Regions from separate parts of the Mus musculus genome. Here all the other regions are linked to region 1. A link is a contact called in public HiChIP or PLAC-seq, Micro-C and promoter capture Hi-C data. All regions are on one chromosome and are shown on one strand. The core of a region is the stretch at or near the end of the contact, and the rest is flanking DNA. Distances in the headings are between cores, read along the strand shown. Region 1 holds the start of Rab11fip3 (RAB11 family interacting protein 3 (class II)). Region 2 holds the start of Unkl (unkempt family like zinc finger). Region 3 holds the start of Clcn7 (chloride channel, voltage-sensitive 7). Region 4 holds the start of Cacna1h (calcium channel, voltage-dependent, T type, alpha 1H subunit).

What was found. Promoter capture Hi-C pulls out the DNA fragments that hold promoters and counts their contacts. A called contact is a pair of places that touch in the nucleus more often than the background predicts. HiChIP or PLAC-seq counts read pairs in DNA pulled down with a chosen protein or histone mark.
Region 2: a contact with region 1 is called in a promoter capture Hi-C map of liver, with 2.3 times the contacts expected there. The contact joins the promoter of Unkl here to the promoter of Rab11fip3 in region 1.
Region 3: an H3K27ac HiChIP or PLAC-seq map of large pre-B cells shows a contact between it and region 1, with 4 times the contacts expected there. The contact joins the promoter of Clcn7 here to the promoter of Rab11fip3 in region 1. A contact is called at or near these places in 1 of 39 promoter capture datasets (liver) and 1 of 115 datasets of contacts at active chromatin or transcription factors (large pre-B cells).
Region 4: a contact with region 1 is called in a Micro-C map of embryonic stem cells, with 3 times the contacts expected there. The contact joins the promoter of Cacna1h here to the promoter of Rab11fip3 in region 1. A contact is called at or near these places in 1 of 39 promoter capture datasets (embryonic stem cells) and 1 of 484 Hi-C or Micro-C datasets (embryonic stem cells).

The regions. Positions count from the first base shown.
Region 1 is chr17:26,068,170-26,070,881 of GRCm38.p6, reverse strand. It overlaps Rab11fip3 (RAB11 family interacting protein 3 (class II)), which reads left to right and starts at 1,364. Exons shown (of 14, transcript NM_001162868.2): 1 at 1,364-2,712. The coding sequence starts at 1,705.
Region 2 is chr17:25,186,989-25,189,812 of GRCm38.p6, reverse strand. It overlaps Unkl (unkempt family like zinc finger), which reads right to left and starts at 1,413. Exons shown (of 15, transcript NM_001197024.1): 1 at 1,321-1,413; 2 at 138-347. The coding sequence starts at 1,397. BC003965 (cDNA sequence BC003965) reads right to left here. Exons shown (of 2, transcript NM_183150.2): 2 at 2,151-2,824. Gm52286 (a long non-coding RNA gene) reads left to right here and starts at 343. Exons shown (of 2, transcript XR_003952239.1): 1 at 343-697; 2 at 804-1,759.
Region 3 is chr17:25,132,039-25,135,032 of GRCm38.p6, reverse strand. It overlaps Clcn7 (chloride channel, voltage-sensitive 7), which reads right to left and starts at 1,642. Exons shown (of 25, transcript NM_011930.4): 1 at 1,419-1,642. The coding sequence starts at 1,556.
Region 4 is chr17:25,432,262-25,435,123 of GRCm38.p6, reverse strand. Cacna1h (calcium channel, voltage-dependent, T type, alpha 1H subunit) reads left to right here and starts at 1,341. Exons shown (of 35, transcript NM_021415.4): 1 at 1,341-1,654; 2 at 1,938-2,254. The coding sequence starts at 1,956.

The DNA.
Region 1 (2,712 bases), core at 115-2,614:
GCTAGTGCTGAGCCATCTCACCAGCCCATCGCCTGACTCCTTATAACCTTTCATCTGCAGCCCCATTGCTTGGTCTGAGCCAGGAGGTGTGCATTCTCTACACACTGGTTCTATTTGGGCACACAAATGCTGGAAGTCATAAATATTTTTCTTAGTTTTGGCACACAACAGGAACACCTGGCTCCTCAGAAAACTGATCTTGACTGAGAACACCAAAGGACAGGTGGATACTTACCATGACACACTAAATAGAAAGGTTGGCACTCACTGGAACTGCATGTGAGAATGTTTGTCAGTCAAAGGGAATTTCCAGTCCTTGCATTAGATAGAGGGGACTTTATTCTTTCAATATATATATTCCTCACAAAAGCATTCAGTTCTTACAGGAAAATAGGACTACATTTTAGGGAGGGAGCACATCACCTTCCTTTTTCCCAGCTGCTGGAAGTCTCCTATAATATGCTGGGAGTTTTGCTTGGGGATGACTCAGTAGATTAGCTGGCTGTACACCTGGAAACGGAGTTCAGTTTTCAGCTTTTGCCAAAACTGCTTATGAAACCATACTTGTCCATGGTGCCCACGAGTGTACAATTGGTTCATAGTTTCCCCTGGCTAAATGGCTAAATTTAGTTCTTGACTAGATGCACCTCATTGCTTCCAACTGGCTTAGTCAACTGCTCCGCATCTCTGAGCACGACCCTTTGATGATGATAACGGCATTAGTTAGCAATAAAGAGATAAGCGCTGTTTATGTAATTTAAAAACATGTTCAGAGCAGGGTTGTTTGGGCCAGTCTACAATCCATGGCGGCAGGATTAGGAGTTAAAGGTAGCGTGGGCTGCACAAGTTCCTGTTTCAAAAAGATACCAAACAACATATCAAAGTAAAACAACATCTGTGCCTCTTTATTTTACTGTGCGCTCCTGTGGATGAATGTGTGAGCCCCTTAGATCCTGTCCTTGTGTGAGAGACTTTGGATAATTCCTTACCTGGTGGGGCAATTCGAGCGCTCCTTCGCTCCTACTTGCTGCCAATTAATATTCTGGTTTGTACCACCAGTTTGTGAAGGAGTCACACAGAAGGGACTAGCGGCTTCTTTTGGGATATGCGAATGTTTTGTTCCCGTTCAGCAATAGTTTTCCAAAACCTATTCTCGGGCGCCTCTTCCTGCGACAGAACACTTCACTCATCCCACTCGCGCAAATCGTACGGAAAACTCGAATTGGGCAGAGCACCGTCGCCCCTAAGCTGTGCCCTCTTCGAACTCACCTTTATAGCAATCCATGGGGGCGTGATCAGGTTACACGGCGTGCTGACGTCACGCGCGACGGAGGGCGGGCCGGCGCCGGCGCCGGCGTCCCTCACTGGGTTCCTAAGCTCAGGCGCTCTGGCTTCATCCTCCGCTGCCCGGCCGGTGCCTGTCTCCCACCGTCCACTCCCCGCCACTGGGTCCTTACATCATCCGGACTGTGCCGCTGCCATGGGCCCGCGCCAGCCGCGCTGCGGGGCCGGGAGCCGCTAAGGTGCGGTGCGAAGATGGGCGAGGGCGGAGCAGGGCCCGAGCGCCAGCCTCAGCAGTCCGGGCGCCCCGCGCGCGCCCGCCCGCGTCGCCGCGGGGATGCCCGCGCCCGCCGCCGCGCCCTGAGCGCCTTTGTCTGCCTTCCGCGCCTTTCGTATCATCCCTAGTTTAGCCGGCGCCGGATCATGGAGCTGTGCCAGCCGACCTCCCTGTCAGACCACGACCAGCCAGCGTCTGGGCCCCAGCGTGGGGTCATGGGGCTGGTGGGGCCCGACGCTCCTCGCGGCTGGTCAGAAGAGCCCGAGGAACACGCCCAGCTTCAACGGTGGCCAGAGGGACCCAACGCGCCAATCTGCTGGCCCGAGGAGGTAGAGGAGCCTCACGCTCCTAGTCGCTGGGCCAAAGAGCCCAATGCCCCTCGCTGCTCGTCCCAGGAGCCCGATGAATCCTGTCACTTGGCAGAGGAGCTGGAGGAATCCGACTCCCCTCGCTGCTGGCCCCAGGAGCCAGACACACCGTGCCACTTGGCCAAGGAGTTGGAGGAACCCGACGCCCCTCGCTGCCTGCCCCAGGAGCCCGACACACCGTGCTACTTGGCCAAAGAGCTAGAGGAACCCAACATCCCTCGGTGCTGGCCCCAGGAGCCCGACGTGCCGTGCCACTTGGCCAAGGAGCTAGAGGAACCCGACGCCCCTCGCTGCTGGCCCCAGGAACCAGACGCATTCTGTCACTTGCTCAAGGAGGTGGAGGAACCTGATGCCCTTCGCTGCTGGCTTCAAGGGCCAGACGCACCGTGCCACTTGGCCAAGGAACTGGAGGACCTCGACTCCCCTCGCTGCTGGCCCCAGGAGCCCGACGAATCCTGTCACTTGGCTAAGGAGCTGGAGGAACCAGACGCACCGTGCCACTTAGCCAAAGAGCTGGAGGAACCCGACGCCCCTCGCTGCTGGCCCCAGGAGCCCGACGTGCCCTGTCTCTTGGCCAAAAAGTGGGAGGAATCCGACGCACCGTGCCTCTTGACGGAGGAGCTGGAAGAGCCTGACGCCCTTCACTGCTGGCCCCAGGAGTCAGAGGCACCGTGTTTGTTGGCCAAGGAGCTAGAAGAGCCTGATGCCTCTCACAGCTGTCCTCAGGAGGCGGACACAGGGTGCCTCTCGGCCAAGGAGCCAGAGGAGCCTGATGTCTCTCACCTG
Region 2 (2,824 bases), core at 164-2,663, 880 kb after region 1:
TTCAGGACAGCCAGGCCTTCATAAAGACACCCTGTCTCAAAAAAACAAAAAACCAGAAACCTCAAAAACCTGTTGATCAGAGAGTCAACACCAATCCTGAGGAAAGACCATGAGCCACCCACCGGAACCCCACTTACTCATCACCATCGGGACACAGGCCGGTGGCCTCATCGTACTTGGAGCAGTATATGTCCGGGCTGTAGTTGAAGGTGCCATCGCGTCGTCGGAGCGGTCTGCGACGACGCTGATTTAGGAAATGCCAATGGAAACAGGTGAACGGCCTGTGCTGGCTGCACTTATGCTGCAAAAACAGGGAGCACTGCTCTGTCCTAAACTCCTTTAGATACCTAAAAAGACAAACAGCGTTGCGGGCCGCAGCCACCGCCGGCTGGAGGCCCCTGGGATGCGGCGGGGCAGGGTCCCAGACGAGAAGCATCCCCCACCCCCGGCAATACACACACACACACACACACACACACACACACACACTGAGCGATCCTGACTGCCATGGCCCGGTACCCTCCTTTTTTAAAAGCACCCCGGGTGTCACTTCCCAACTCGGAGACCAGGTAACTCCAGTCAGGCAGACTCTCCGTTCCCTGACCCCAAATACCACTTCCCAGTCCCCAGATAAGAAGATTCCCGGACACGAGGCATAGACCTCCTCTTAGCAGGCCATCACCAACTCTGATCCCAGGTAACTCTACAGAAGTACACTCCATTCTCTGCCCCCTTCTAGTCCCTGACCCCTGGAGCCACCTCTCAATCCTCAGTCCCGGTCTCCCGCTCGACTACCTTCATAGGTTCCAGATGGACTGCAAGCGCCACCCGCCCACACCAGGCGCAACCCCTCTTCTGCGCCGCAGAAACGACCCCCGGGCTCACAACCAAGCGGCCACCGGACTCTAGGTGCGGCTCCGCCCCCAGCCCAGAGGTCACCCCAGACCCCGGAACCGCCTCTCAACCTCAGGCAGCGACTGCTCGAGTCCGGATGGCCGTGCGCCCACCTCCAGCCCAGGCGCGGCCCTGAGCTACGAACGCAGGCGCTGTTCCCCAGACTCCAGTCTGGCGCGCGGGGTCGCCGGAGACCAGGAGCAAGTCCAGCCCCCAAGCCAGGGGTCACCGAAAACCCTGGGCGCTGCCACTCCACCTTAGGCGGCGGCCCGCGCCTGGACGGCGTGACCCGCAAGAGCTGGCGGCGGGGGCGCGGGCGCGGGCGGGGCGCACCCACAGCGGCGACACCGGGGCCCGTGGCGCACGCGGGCCGCTGCTTTGCGCCGCAGCGCCCAGAAGGCCACGGACCGCAGCCCAGGCACTGACCTGTAGTGGGTTGGTTTCTCTGTCTGCGGGGGGGACCCGCTCAGCGCCGCCGCCGCCGCTTTCGAAACCGACGGCATTTTCAGTCAAAACAATGCAGCGCGCATGCGCCGCGCCGGCGCCCCCGGATCTCCCCCCCGCACCGAGCCCCCTGCGCCCCCCGCCGCGCCGGCCACACCCCCGGGCACGCCACGCCGGCCACGCCCCCACCGACCCCTCGCCCACGCGCGCTGTGCGGCGGGGGTGACACACAGGTTCTGCCGGCCCACCACGGCAGCAAGTTACAGGCGCAAGGCGGGACACGCCCGTTGGTGTAGAGTCCCCATGATGGCCTCTGCGTCCAGGGCTGCTGTTGGGCACAGGTTTCTTTGAACTGGAAAAAGTCTATAATTAGACTGTGACGATGGTCGCCCCTTTATTAAATTTGTGAATTTAAGGATAATCCGAGTGTGAATTCTGTTGAGCCACTTTTTTAAAAACACAGCGTAAGATGCTGCCAGATGAGCCCATCGGGTAAAGGATGTACAGGGTGGTCAGTAATCAGACTGATCTGGGGTCCGCAGAATGCTAACTGCACGTGGCGGGCAGGACTCGCAAGTGCTAGGATGAATTCGGGAGAACCCAGGGCTAGCATTCACTGGTGTGTAAAGTGACCACAGCTCCTCTGCTAACTGCGGGTGTGCTCTGAGGGATAAAGTCTGAGTAGCACAGCCACAAGTGTTCTGAAAGGAATGGGCAGAAAAGAGAGGGATGTTTTCAGAAAGGAGGATTACAGAAAACCTATCCCATTTCCAGAAACACGATCTAAAATATTAACAGAGAGACATACACGGTCCAGGTATGTATGCTATATTTTAAAGTACTAGTAAGGTAAAATTACCATTTGCTGGTAGGATTACTGACTTCTTCATATGACATTTTTGTAGACAAATTCTTTGAGTTGTTGACAACTTTGGAGAGTGAGTTGGTTTGGTTTGGGTGCTAGAGGTAGAACCCGGAGCCATGTGCGTGCCCGGACCCAGGTCCATGCCGGCTAAGCACTTATCCCTGAGCATTTCCCCTAGCCCACAGACCCTGAAGTTAACTTAGTTTAAAGGACTTATTTTAATGGTTGCACAAGCATGTGGATGGATAGTGAGCTGTAGGCAGTCCCAGCAAACAGAAACATTGTTTTTTCAAAGATCAAATAGAAGAATGAGCAAGCAGGGAAGGGCAGACAGGGGAACCTACAGAGGAATAAATGTGTCTCAGACTGCTGAGGGATAGGGAATGAAAACTAGGTCAACCCCCAAGTCCAGCCTGGAGAAACACACAAGACAACCTAAGGAATCTGAGAGAGAGAGAGGGAGAGAAAGAGAGAGAGAGGGAGAGAGAGAGAGAGAGAGAGAGAGAAGCTGGCTCTGTAAGGTGTGACAGAGAGCAAATAGCAGTGATGGTGGAACTCAGCGACCTTGACTGTGGACATGGGCAAAGGTCTCTCATCAAAAGATGTGTTTTATTCCTCTGC
Region 3 (2,994 bases), core at 393-2,892, 940 kb after region 1:
AATTCTTCCCTCTCTTAAAAACCAGTTGCCAACATAAAGTTACTTTCTTTTTGGAGAGAGACACGTGTGTGTGTGTGTGTGTGTGTGTGTGTGTGTGTGTGTGTGTGTGGTGGAGGCCTCTCTAGTGGAGGCCAGGAGAGGAAAAGGTGGTCAGATCACCTGAAACTACAGTTATAAGTGGTTGAGCCACTGGACCTGGGTGCTAGGACCTGAACTTGAGTCTTCTCCAAGAGCAGCAATAGCCCCCTTCCCCAAAGGTTACTTTCTTTACAACAGGGATAACAAATCACACCACCCAGAAACACCCTAGGGAGGCAGACACAGCTCTACCACCTTACTTATTTCTGATCACTACTGCAGACCGGAGTCACAAGCACACGTCCTTCAAAAGGGCCTGAGCTGCTTCCCAGCAACAAGGAGCTGACTTTGACTTTCACTGTCCACTGCACCTTCAAGGGTCTAGCAAAGAAAGCCTAAATGTAAGTTTTGATGCGGTAGCCCTATCTTGTGCTCTTCTTAGCCTTTAAAACAGCAGGAGTGTTTGTTAAGACACCTCTAACATCAGGAGGAGGAAGGGTAAAGGACAGTTATAAAACAGACTAACATCAAGGAATTGATATAAGTAACTGACTCAAAATTAACACGATGCACACAGGCAAAAGAAGCAAAAGCACACAAGTAAACAAGCCTGTCCCGGTCTTAAACGCTAGGCATTTGAAGGCACAAACTGTTCGCAGTGCTGAGCACACTCTGGCCTCTGACTTGTTGCTTATCATGTCTGGCTGCACATTCCAAGTTCAACTAGGTAGTAAGAGAAAATGAGTGGGGATGCTTGACACTGCAATTGTGTCCCAAACGTCTGGAATTACTCCTGTGAGAAAGGAGACAGGCACTTTCACCGAAAGCACAATTCTGCCATTTAAATTGAAAACTACCAAGCGTGTAGTCCAGGCCTTCCAAGTTCTTGGGAAAATGAGACAGGATTATGAATTCATTGGTGGTCTCACTGTGAGACCTTATCTTGAAACGTCAAGGGCTATGGGTGCAGAGCTGAGGTCGTTATGATTGCCTTGTATGTGTAAACCCTGGCTTGACCCTCACCACGAAAAGTAAAATTAAAAAACAAAAGCAACGTTAAAGTCTTGGGATCTCTTGCTGAAAAGTCAGCGACAACGGTTCCTGGAGGAGAGGGTATCATTTTCTCTGATGGTGTAGCCACTGAGGAACGAGATGGGAAGAAGGGGTTCAAAGAGAAAGAAAGAAGAGGTTTATGAGTGCGAGGCTATCAAAAATAAAAGTCTTCCAGGATTCAAAAAAATAACAGAGGAGAGCACCGTGGCCTCCCTCTGGGCCCCGCCAGCACACTGAGGACCGGCGCAGCGATCCCGGCGGCTGCATCTCCGGCCCGCGGGCCTCACCTGGCGCGCGCCCGGCCCAGCTCCGTTCAGCAGCGGCGTCTCCTCGTCAGGCTGCCCTGTCCTTCGAAGCAGTGGCGCCCCCTCCTCATCATCGCGATCTCGGCCGGACCAAGACACTTTCTTAGAGACGTTGGCCATGGCCCACTGAGGACCAAACTCAACAAGAACAGCCGGCAGACCGGCAGCATTCCCGTGACCCGCGCCCAGGTCTCACGTGATCTATCATCGGTGCCCACGTGACTGACGACGGAGGCCGGCAAGATCCGGGAGCGCGGAGTCTCCTGGGAATTGTGGTTCACTGGTCGTTGCAGCCCAGGGTAGAAACCTAGAACTCAAAATCCCTAGCAATTAGTGTCTTCACTGAAGGCAGTGACCCAAACTCCAGAGAAGAACCAGCCCGAGATGCACGCCTAGTCCTCCAAGAGATGATATGGAAAAAAAAAAAATAAACTACCTGTAAAAGTTCTGGAATCGTCCCTCTCAACTAAGTTGGCTTCATGTGTTTCCTGTGCTCAAAGGGCAGCCAAACTGCTGCAATTCCGGGAAAGGGATTGAGACCCTGATGCCACACCACTTCCAGTAGGATCTGTATGACAAGTTCCACAAACTGAGGCTATTGACCTCAAAAGGGGTAGGCCTCCTGGAACCGGTGTGGAACTCTTCGCCGGAGAAAAAAATATTGAGTGGTAGTTCTTATGGCAATGTTTTGTTTTCTCTTATTCCTTTTCTTATTTACATGTTCCTGGTAGCCTAGGCCAAGATCTTAAGCAAGAATAATGGGTAAGAAACCAACCCTAGAGATGGGGGCCACTAACATGACCTTATCCCCCGGGAAAACAATGCCTTACTTTCTAAATCATTTACAAAACTATTACGATAGATAAAAACTTTCCCAACAATAAAATTTCATATGGCTGCACGTGTGTCATCGGAGGTGGATTTTGGTGTATGGTAAAGAAAGCCTTAATTAGAAAGAATTAAAATAGTTTGAATTTACATATTGAAGATTTGTTAAAAAAGAAAAAGAAAAAACCCAGATACTAGATGTTAAATAGTAATTGACCATGGGGCTAGAGAGTTAGTTCAGTGGTTAAGAGCACTGACCATTAAAGATTTATTAACCTGCTCCTAGAAATAAGCCACTAGACTTGGACAACAGCCCCCACTGAATACATCCTTTTAGAATTGTTATATTTTGATGATTTATATTAATAATGATGTTACCTGTACTGTTTGTGATTCACTGAATGCATAGTTTCAGAGTTGTAATGCTTGGATGATTTTTGTGCTTTACTGTGCCAAATGATTTTTGTTGGTATTTGTGATTGTTTCACTGGATATAGTTTCTAAGAGATGTAATGTTTGGTTTTTTAATGTATAAAATCCCCTGCTTGAGAGCTGCAAAATGCACTCAGATTCAAACTGCCTCTGTGTTTGTTTCTGTTTGTCACCACCGAATCCTTACCCACCTAGCTTTGAGGACCCTCATTCCAGAGACCCCCATAACCGACTTGGGTGGACCGTGGCACCCTGAAGTGCCAAATTAGGAAAGACTGGGGTTCCTCCGAGGAGGAGA
Region 4 (2,862 bases), core at 92-2,591, 640 kb after region 1:
AAATAGAGTAAATGTTTTTCTTTTCTTGAAAAGTTCACATATACAAGACAAGGTGCTGTTGGGCCCAGGGGCCTGCCCTGCCTGGACCGACAGGCAGAGGACATGGTTCTTGTTCTCCACCTCCTTCCCCAGGCTGTGCCCTTCCCAGGCTCAGTGGTGAAATCCTCTTAGAATCCCAGAACCACATATGGGAAACTCCACTTCTCTGCAGCTCACCCTGCCAGGGCTCCATCCAGGTCTGAGGTTGCTATGTTGCTCTGGCCCTCCAAAGAGCCCAGCTACCCCAGGGCAGAGGGAGGCTGCTCTTTGTCTAGGACAGGAATGGTTTTCCCCAATAACAGGGCCTGAAGGTGAAAGAGCCCCTTGTTGGTTGAAATTTAAGTGGATGTACACCTAAGAGCTGGAATTTTATGGCCCTAGTGTGGTAATTGTGAGAAAGTAAAAAAATCCCTGCATACCTCCAGCGGGAGAGGGGGGGAACAGCCCCTCTGCTCATGCCTTCATGGGACAAGGGTCATGCAACCACTGGAGTATGAAAGGAGATTCAGCGACATGCTCAGGATATACCCTCTGTGTGCCTTGGCGGGTGCTGGGAGGCCCCGCTCGGCTTGTACTCCTTCTCGAGGTTCTTCCAAGAGCCCCAGTCCCCAGGAGAAGGGGGAGGGGGATGGGCACCGGCAAGTTTGCGGAAACTGGGAGGAGTGTGGGGGAGCTGCGTACCAGAGTACCCGGACTGCCCCAGGACAATTGGTGTCGCGTCGCGCAACGCGCCCCACGTCGCCCACGCGCCCCAAAGACACTGGCGCCCCGGCACACCCAAGACACACGCGGTGGGGGAAGGGCACGCGCCTCGCGGGCATGGTCACGGCGTGCCTCCCACGCCTGCTGAGCCCCGCCCCCTAGCCGACCCTAGCAGTGAAGAGAAGGGGCGGCGCGCGAGAAAAGGAGGGGGTCCCCGCCGGCTCCGCGCCCCCGCAGTGGGGGTGGGGAAGGACGTTGGCGCCGCTTCCCCCGCCCCTCGTCCAAGCATCCCTGCGAGCGCCCCCTGCTGCCGTGCTCTCCCGCGAGACAGTATGGGGCGGGAGGAGAGGTCGGGGAGGGGGGCGCGGACCGGGTTCGCCCAGTCCTGGACTTGGGGCTGGCGGCGTACCGGCACGGAGAAACACGGACCAAGGGATGTTGTGGGATAGCTTACGTCTGGGTGGGGGCGGGCCGGGCTGATGACCCCCGCCCACTCTCCGTCCCTATCTCGGTCCCTGAGGGTCGCCCCCTGCCCGCCCCGGCCGCGTTGGCCCCGCCCCATGGGCCGCCCCCGCCGCCCCGCCTCCCCGCCACTGCTCACTCCGAAGTTTCCTGCGCTGTGCGCGGACGGGCTCCAGGGCTCGCTCGCTCCCTCTCTGGCTCGGCCGCGCCCCCGGCCCGTGCCTGCGGTCCGCGCCCGCCCCGCCGTGCATTTAGCGGTTTTCCGCATCGGGACACCGTTGCTGCTGCTGGGCGGGCCGGAGCTAGAGCTTCCGCGAGAGCTGGTGCCGGGTGGGCCGGGGGCGCGGGCCGAGGAGGCGATACTGGCCCAGCTCCGGGCTCTGGACTGGGTCCCCAGTGACAGCGCCGCCCGGGCTATGCCCACAGGGACGCCGCTGGCCACCGGAGCGAGGTGAGATGCGGAGGGTACGCGCGCTTACTGCGCGCCTGGGACCCTTTGAACTTGAGCTCTATGGGCTCGGAGCCCCTAGGGCTCCCGCAACCCTTCGCCTCGGCCTTGGGGGTGGGGCTGCCAGGCTTTGCTGGCGGGAGGGGGCGGGGGGCGCACTTGTCTCTAATAAGGAGAGACAAAGACATCCCGGCGGCCGCGGCTGTTCCCGCAGCTCCGCTCCGCCTGAGGCGGGGCGGGGGCGTCGTTCCTGGGCCAGGGTCACCGCCTGCCCCTCTCTCCGCAGGTGCTGCCCTCTGCCACCATGACCGAGGGCACGCTGGCAGCGGACGAGGTCCGGGTGCCCCTGGGCGCTTCGCCTTCGGCTCCTGCAGCGCCGGTGAGGGCTTCCCCAGCGAGCCCTGGGGTGCCGGGGCGCGAGGAGCAGCGAGGATCCGGGTCGAGCGTGTTGGCTCCCGAGAGCCCAGGGACCGAGTGTGGTGCGGACCTGGGCGCCGACGAGGAACAGCCCGTCCCATACCCCGCTCTGGCTGCCACAGTCTTCTTCTGCCTCGGGCAAACCACGCGGCCCCGCAGCTGGTGCCTCCGACTGGTTTGTAACCCATATCCTTACAGGGTTGGCAGGGCGCTGGGGACTGGGGTGTGGGACTCCTCTGCGTACGTCCTGTGAACCCGGCTTGTGGGATCCGGCGGGGGCTCTGGGTAGGGGTGCTAGGGCGGCGTTCTTCTCAGAGATGGTAGGGTTAGCCTGTGGAATCTGGGTTCAGAGGCACCTCGGGACGGGAGAGTATGAGCAGAAGCGGCGAGGATGCCGCCGGTGGAAGGAAATGAAAGGTAGTTAACTCCAGGAGTCCTACTGGGGCGGGGGATGGGGGGAAAGATGGGAATCCCCGCCTTCTTAGCTTTCCAAAGGAAACACCTGAGCCTGTGTGAAGACCCTCGCTGGAGTCTGGGGGCCGGAAAGGGAGAAAGTTTCCACCTGCTCATTGGCGCTGTGTGCCGGGCAGGGCTGCTCCCTGGTTCTCCTCGAAGTGACGTTGGTTTGAGAACTCACTTTTCCAGGCTGAAGTCCGTTCAGGGGCTGATTTAAGTCACGCACAGCTGGGTGTGTGTGTGTGTGTGTGTGTGTGTGTGTGCAGGAGGCAGCTAGCTTTGACCCCGAGCCCCTTCACCACAGTTGCCTAGGTCAAAAGGAAGGGATTGTGACTTCT